Regions from separate parts of the Mus musculus genome. Here region 2 is linked to region 1. A link is a contact called in public HiCAR-type data. All regions are on one chromosome and are shown on one strand. The core of a region is the stretch at or near the end of the contact, and the rest is flanking DNA. Distances in the headings are between cores, read along the strand shown. Region 1 holds the start of Tbx20 (T-box 20). Region 2 has its middle 43 kb from the start of Gm29824.

Region 1 (3,339 bases), core at 610-3,109:
ACAGTGAGCTATTGAAAACTAGATCCAACCAACAAAATCTACATTAGTTGAAACATTATATCAAGGTCTAAGTAAACCTCTCTCTCCCAAATTAAAAAAACAAAAACAAAAACTCTCTTCTTCAAATAAATCCATCTTCCTTGACAAACTCTAAAAAAATCAGACAAGAAGCAAACCAATGGGAACCTTACAATAAAAAGAAAACACTACCTTGATTGAGACATTGTATCTAAGGCCAGGAGAGATGGATGAGCAGCTAAAAGCATTTGCTCCTCTTTAGAGATCTGGAGGACTTCACTCCCTAGCACCCACACAGAGGGCTCACAACAGCCTGTAATCCCAGCTCCAGGAGATCTGATACTCTCTACTGACTTGCACACACTTATGAGTCCAGAGATTCCTGACCTGTGGGGAGGAGAGGGGAATGACTGGGACATGGTTGGAGGATGGGGGAGACTTGCAAAAAAGAGACACTGCTCTGCCAACTTGTCACCTTCGATCTTTTCAAAGTAGTTGGTCCAGACAAGGAAAAAAAAAAAAAACCTTCTAGTATGAAAAGTCTGCAGTTTTACTAATTTCTAATTTCCCTCAACATTGACACATTACAACCCAAATGCTGAAACGAGCAAACATAGACAGGATGGCCAGGCCAGTCTAAATCAGAACTTCCTCAGATGCCAACATTCTGTTTACACGGGATGTTCTTCATAGTTATTCTGGCTCTCGATTTCGCCCATAACTATGTTTCGGGAGCTGTGAAGAGGATGCAATGGGAGACAGGGTATGTCTTTCTTTTTATGTTCTTCACCCCACCCCTCCCCTACCCCCTTAAGACCTACCAAGAGGTTCCTAATCGCCAGATCAACTGGCTGGAAAGGAGAGCAAATATTTACAAGTATAGCTTGAGTGTGTGTGTCCTCTAGAGTTTACATGGTTGAGAGTGAAGCGGATTACCCCGCGAATTTGGAGAATTCGAATTATTTAGACTGAGCAAGGCCAACAGGACTCCCTCCACAAGGCTGTGGGAAGTCCTTAGCCCAGTCTGCGTCTGCAAGGCAGATAGATGGTTCCGTGTGGGGGGGGGGCGGGGGAGGAGCCAGAAAGTCACTATGCATCGCATGGTCCCCTTAGAGCTCCAAGTCCTGACCCCCCCTCCTTGCTTCAGGCCACTTCCCTACTTTCAGAGTCTCCAGAATAGAAAACCCAGACTAGAAGGGAAACAAACCACCACACAGCAGAAAGCCAGGTTCGCCAAAAACAAAATCAACAAAAACAAACAAAAAATCAAAACAAAGTATCCTTCCTACAGGCACCCTGCAGCTCAGCATTCTTTCCCAGAGCCCTGCCTCTCCAGCTCTCTGTGAAAAGAGACATAACTTGGGGACTGTCAAGTAGGGGACCTAGCACTAGGCACTGTGCTGCGTCACCAGGTTAATGCCGCTCAGCGATGAGGAATTTGCTCTACTGGGCCCTTCTCAACTATTTGGGAGCTCCAGTAGGAAAGGTAGAAAATGCGGAACTCAGTAGGACTTCCTTTGGTGACATTCAGTCCAGAGCAACGCAAATGCCTGTTTCTGGGTAGCAGTGAAAGTGCCTCTCTAGACAGCGCATGCTTCCCTCCTGCGGGATCTGAGACTCTGGGCGGAGGCGGTCCGGCTAGCTCCGCCACCCTGTTCACTGTGCGTCTTCTCCGGCTCTCCACCGGGAGCGCAGAGGCAGGAGGGCGCAGTGCCCTAGGCGCTCTCTCCCTGCGCCGCTCGGCCCCGCCCCACTCCGCACAGTCTGGAAGCAGTGACGTGAGACCACGCTGACTGGCTGCTGCCCGCAGGGATGGCCACCGCCAGCAAATTAAGGCGCGAGGCAGCAGGCGCCTAGGCACAGTTTAGGTCGCGCCTTGCTGCGCTCTGCAGAGAGGAGATCCGACTCCCTGGTTTCCGCACCCTCTAGAGTCCCACGCCGATCGTCACCTCCTCGGACTTGGGCCACTCAGCGGACCCAAGGAGGGAAGGGAGGGAGAACTCGGCGTGGGTGCTGGGGACCCCGCGTTTTGCGCAGTGGGCTTACAGTTTTGAGTTCCCGGCTGGTCCCCACCCTGCTTTCCTGCTGGTTCGAAGTCTCTGCGGCTCCCCTGCTTTGCTCTAGTGGACTGGAGAGGCCATCAAAACCTGGGAACGGACGCTTCGGGGGGGTCCCCAGTTCCGCTTTGCTTGCTCTCTGGAACTTTGAGCTGCAGTTTCGGGTCTTTGTCTCCCTTTGGGGAAGCTGGACTGTGGTTTGTCAGTCCAGGTTCCTGAGCAGGACCGCACGCTGGGAACCATGGAGTTCACGGCGTCGCCCAAGCCCCAGCTCTCCTCTCGAGCCAATGCCTTCTCCATCGCCGCGCTTATGTCCAGCGGCGGCCCCAAGGAGAAGGAGGCAGCAGAGAACACCATCAAACCCCTGGGTAAGTCGGGGTACTAGGCAGTCAGTATGGGCCCTGCTAATCTGTTTCCCGGGTGCGGGCAGTTTGCTCCGCGGGAAGCAAAGGTGGCTTTTTCTACCGTCTGGATCTACTGCTAAGTCTCAGAGTATGGACCAGAATTCGGTCCTGGGAGAAAGACTTTTTTTTTTTCTTTTCCTCTCAAGTTTTCTTTGGAGGCTTCACCATCAATTAAAGGTAGTGAATTCTCACTACCGGCTTGTGTTTGTATTCGCTTTCCCCAGTTTCTTGGAATCTCGACATCACTTAGATAGTATGAATGCTGTACAAATTTGTTTGTTTGAATGAAAACAAATTCAAGGACAAGTAAGGGTTAAGATTCGGGATCCACGGTGGTATATAACACCCAAGCCTGCGCTTGGAATCAAAGACTCTGAGACTTCACAAGAAGCCAGTTTAATTTTTCTATCACAATTAACAGTCTTAATATGTCTGAAAAGGACTATAAAATAGGCCGGTTTTTCCACGCAAGAGCCGGCTTTTTTTTTTTTTTTTTTTTTTGGTCAGGAACCCCCATTTTATACTTGCGATTTTCAATTGAGACTGGCAAGGCCTCCCCAAATTCCTCGAAATTTAACACTGTCTCTATAAAAACTGTTTTCTTTACAGAGGAAACTAGGCACAGATTAAAGAGAGATGAGCGGTGAGGGTGTCTTGAGCACACGAGAGTTGTATAAAAGCAACTGCTCAGGATAGGGGTTCTGAAAACCCTTACAACCCAGGGAAAATGAGTTGCTATTCTAAGGGCCTTGGTAATAATTATCGCACACCCTAATCGCCGACTATCAGAAATCAAGTAGCTAAGTTAAGACAGTTGAAAAAAGTCATCACTTTTTTCTTTTTCGCTATCCCTTCCCAAC
Region 2 (3,073 bases), core at 184-2,683, 44 kb before region 1:
TGTGTTTTTTCTTCATCTGTACATTATATAAAATTCCTCAGAACTGTCTGTAGTATTGGTCTAACTATAATGAACTGCCTTTTGCCTTCTTTTTTTTTTTTTTGTGAAGTTTTTTTTTTTAATTAGGTATTTTCCTCATTCATATTTCCAATGCTATCCCAAAAGTCCCCCATACCCTCCCACCCACCACCCCCACTTTTTGGCCCTGGCGTTCCCCTGTACTGGGGCATATAAAGTTTGCAAGTCCAATGGGCCTCTCTTTCCAGTAATTGCCGACTAGGCCATCTTTTGATACATATGCAGCTAGAGTCATGAGCTCCGGGGTACTGGTTAGTTCATAGTGCTGTTCCAGCCTTTTGCCTTCTTGTCTTGAAATGTTTTTATTTATCTGTCGAGTTTTGTTTGTTTGTTTGTTTGAGACAGAGTTTCTCTGTGTAGCCCTGGCTGTCCTGGAACTCACTTTGTAGACCAGGCTGGCCTCGAACTCAGAAATCCACCTACCTCTGCCTCCCCCGGTGCTGGGATTAAAGGCGTGCGCCACCATGCCCGGCTTTATCTGTTGAGTTTTTAAGAAATGACCTTGTAGTGTAAGAGAGCTAGTTCAGTAGAAAAAGTCTTGTGACCTGAGTTCAATCTTCAGGACTCAAAAAGTAGAAAGAGAGAACTGATTTGTACGTGTAGTCCTTTCACCTTGACACATGTTTTATAGCATAGATGTGCACAAACACACACACACATACACACATACACTCACACACACACTAAATACATGAATATGATTTTACAAAAACTAACCTGTTGAGTGTGACAATCTTGACAAAAGTTACTTCCTTAACAGTCTTCAAATGTATAATTCCACAATTTTCAGCTTTTGGGGTTTGCTGAGAAAAGATGTGATGTTCTCATGTTTCTGCCTTTGTATTGCAATTTTGACATCTTGACTGTGACATGACATGGAGAGGTTGTTCTTTGGCCATATCTATTTTGTTTGGCCTCTTGTGTTTTGATGTCCTTTGGTTTCTTTCCTTCTAGATTTAATAATTTCTCAACTACAGTTTCATTGAATAAGTGATCTAAGTCTTTAGATGTTATGTTGTAAGACCCGATGAGCCTTACGTCCAGGATGTCCCACTCACAGAAACATAGAGACAGAGATCGATGCAATAAGCATGAGACGTCATCAGACTGTCCAGCAATTGGGGCAGAGGTGACCTCTTCTAGGCACACACTTTTCATACAGTTTAAGGGTATGGTTTAAGGCCATTGTTGGCCCAAGCTGACTTTTCATTCCCCCTTTAGAAATGGTAATTAGCCTCTCCCTTCCTTCGGGAGAGGCAAGAGTCTTTTCATGACCTTCCTTAAGCAGCACTGATGGCTCCAGGTGAGATGAGGTCTTAGTCACCAGAAAAAGGAACTGAAACATTCCTGGTCCTTATCAGCACCTGCCTTGCTTTCTTGTAAAGCTTGTTTTGCTGGGACATTCCAGGAAGGGAGTGTTTATCACAACCTTCTAGCAGAAGGTCCCCAGCATGCTATTCTAGAAAGGTCTTTCAGGTCATCTTATGTTCTCTAAGATCACACATTCTCACAATGTCAGCCTTTTTTCTAGATCATATACTCTTGTTTGGGTCTGTTGAATAAATTCCAGAGATCCTGGAAGCTTGGGTCATGTTCATGATATATTTTTCTTCATGTGTCTGTAAGTATTACTGTCTCAGCTGTGTCCTAAATCTCTAACATTCATTTTCTACCCAGCTTTCTCTGTTGGTGTATTTTTATTTGATTGACTGATTCTTTCACTTTCAAACTTATGCTTGGTTATTTCTCTGTATCTCACTTTCCTTGAGTAGTTTTCCCTCCATGGGTTTTTTTTTTTTTTTTGGTTTTCTTTTGTTTTGTTTTGTTTTGTTTTGTTTTGTTTTTCCAAGTTAATGTCTGACTCCATCATCTACTTCGGTAACTCTTGTCTAGGTTCTGTACTGACTTCCTTACTACATTGATCTGCTTATTTGGACCATCTATATCATCATTTGGACCTTTCTAAAAGTCAGACTTTGGCTGAGAGTTTTGCATAGTTGACATAGCTTGCCTAACAGACATGGAGCCTTGGGTTTGATTTCCAGCATAAAATGAACTGGGCATGAAAAGTCTACAGTCCCAGTACTTGGGAGGGAAAGGCAGACAAGTCAGAAGTGCATCATTTTTTTACTACCTATGGAGTTCAAGGCAGGTCTGGGGTTCATGAGACTCTGAGAAAACAAAACAAAAGGTAGAATTCTGCAGTCTTTATGTAAATTCAGTGATCTCATTGTTGTTAATTTCCAGTATTGAGAAGTTACACACTTGTGTGGGTGTTGTAGATTTCTGTGTTTTGTTGTAGGCTTTCATCTGTTGTATTTACACACATATTAACATCAGTGTGTCCTCTGGTTTTTATACCCCCACCTCCATTTTCTGTAGATTTTGAAAGTCCCCCGAAATGGGAGAGACCCTCACTCAAGCCCCGGGATGATGCAACGCCCAACAACTCACGAGAGACTGGTCTTGAGGCAAACAGCAAGAGGTTTAACTGGGAAAGGCCAGTGCACTGGGGACGACTCTTATCCCACGCAGGGGTAGAGGAGTCGACCCCAAGCTCAAAGGGTAAGGGGTTTATAAAGGCAGAAACTGCACACACCTAGCATGGGGCTATAGCATTTGGCAAGCATAACAGGTTCAAGAAATGGTTGAAATATTCTGTATGAACATTTCCTAAAACAATGGAGCAAGTTAAACGTCTACTTTTTGGTTAGTACATCCTGGAACAATGGAGCAAGTTAAACTTTTACTCCCTGCCATTAGTGAGGTCTATTTTAGACACAAATCTAGGGGCTTACATAATTTTTCACTCTTCTCTCTCAGGATCTTTCAATTTCATTTGCTCTGTTTTATGTGATCCTTCCTGGCAAATTGTCTTGACATAAATTTACTTTTGATGTGGGGAAAATCAACTATAGGGAAAAACTATGATGGTCTGGCAGCCGTCTGGTAATAACTACAAGAGAAAATTCAGAAGAAGATTCAGGAGAAGATG

The links. HiCAR-type assays count read pairs that join an accessible place to other places.
Region 2: a contact with region 1 is called in a HiCAR-type map of embryonic stem cells, with 4 times the contacts expected there. The contact joins the enhancer-like site here to the promoter of Tbx20 in region 1. A contact is called at or near these places in 8 of 484 Hi-C or Micro-C datasets (embryonic stem cells and morula), 6 of 115 datasets of contacts at active chromatin or transcription factors (embryonic fibroblasts, embryonic stem cells and stem cell-derived neural progenitor cells) and 3 of 9 other capture datasets (adipose tissue, liver and pancreatic islet).

Annotation. Positions count from the first base shown.
Region 1 is chr9:24,772,823-24,776,161 of GRCm38.p6, reverse strand. Tbx20 (T-box 20) reads left to right here and starts at 1,859. Exons shown (of 8, transcript NM_194263.2): 1 at 1,859-2,443. The coding sequence starts at 2,317. Gm29824 (a long non-coding RNA gene) reads right to left here and starts at 438. Exons shown (of 3, transcript XR_870586.1): 1 at 211-438.
Region 2 is chr9:24,816,976-24,820,048 of GRCm38.p6, reverse strand. No RefSeq gene overlaps it. Among named protein-coding and RNA genes, the nearest start is that of Gm29824, 43 kb to the right of the region's middle. Within about 2 kb of position 1,433, at least 15 of the 459 cell types and tissues checked have an H3K27ac peak or open chromatin away from gene starts, as enhancers often do. A contact at or near this core is called in embryonic stem cells and morula, where this site is marked.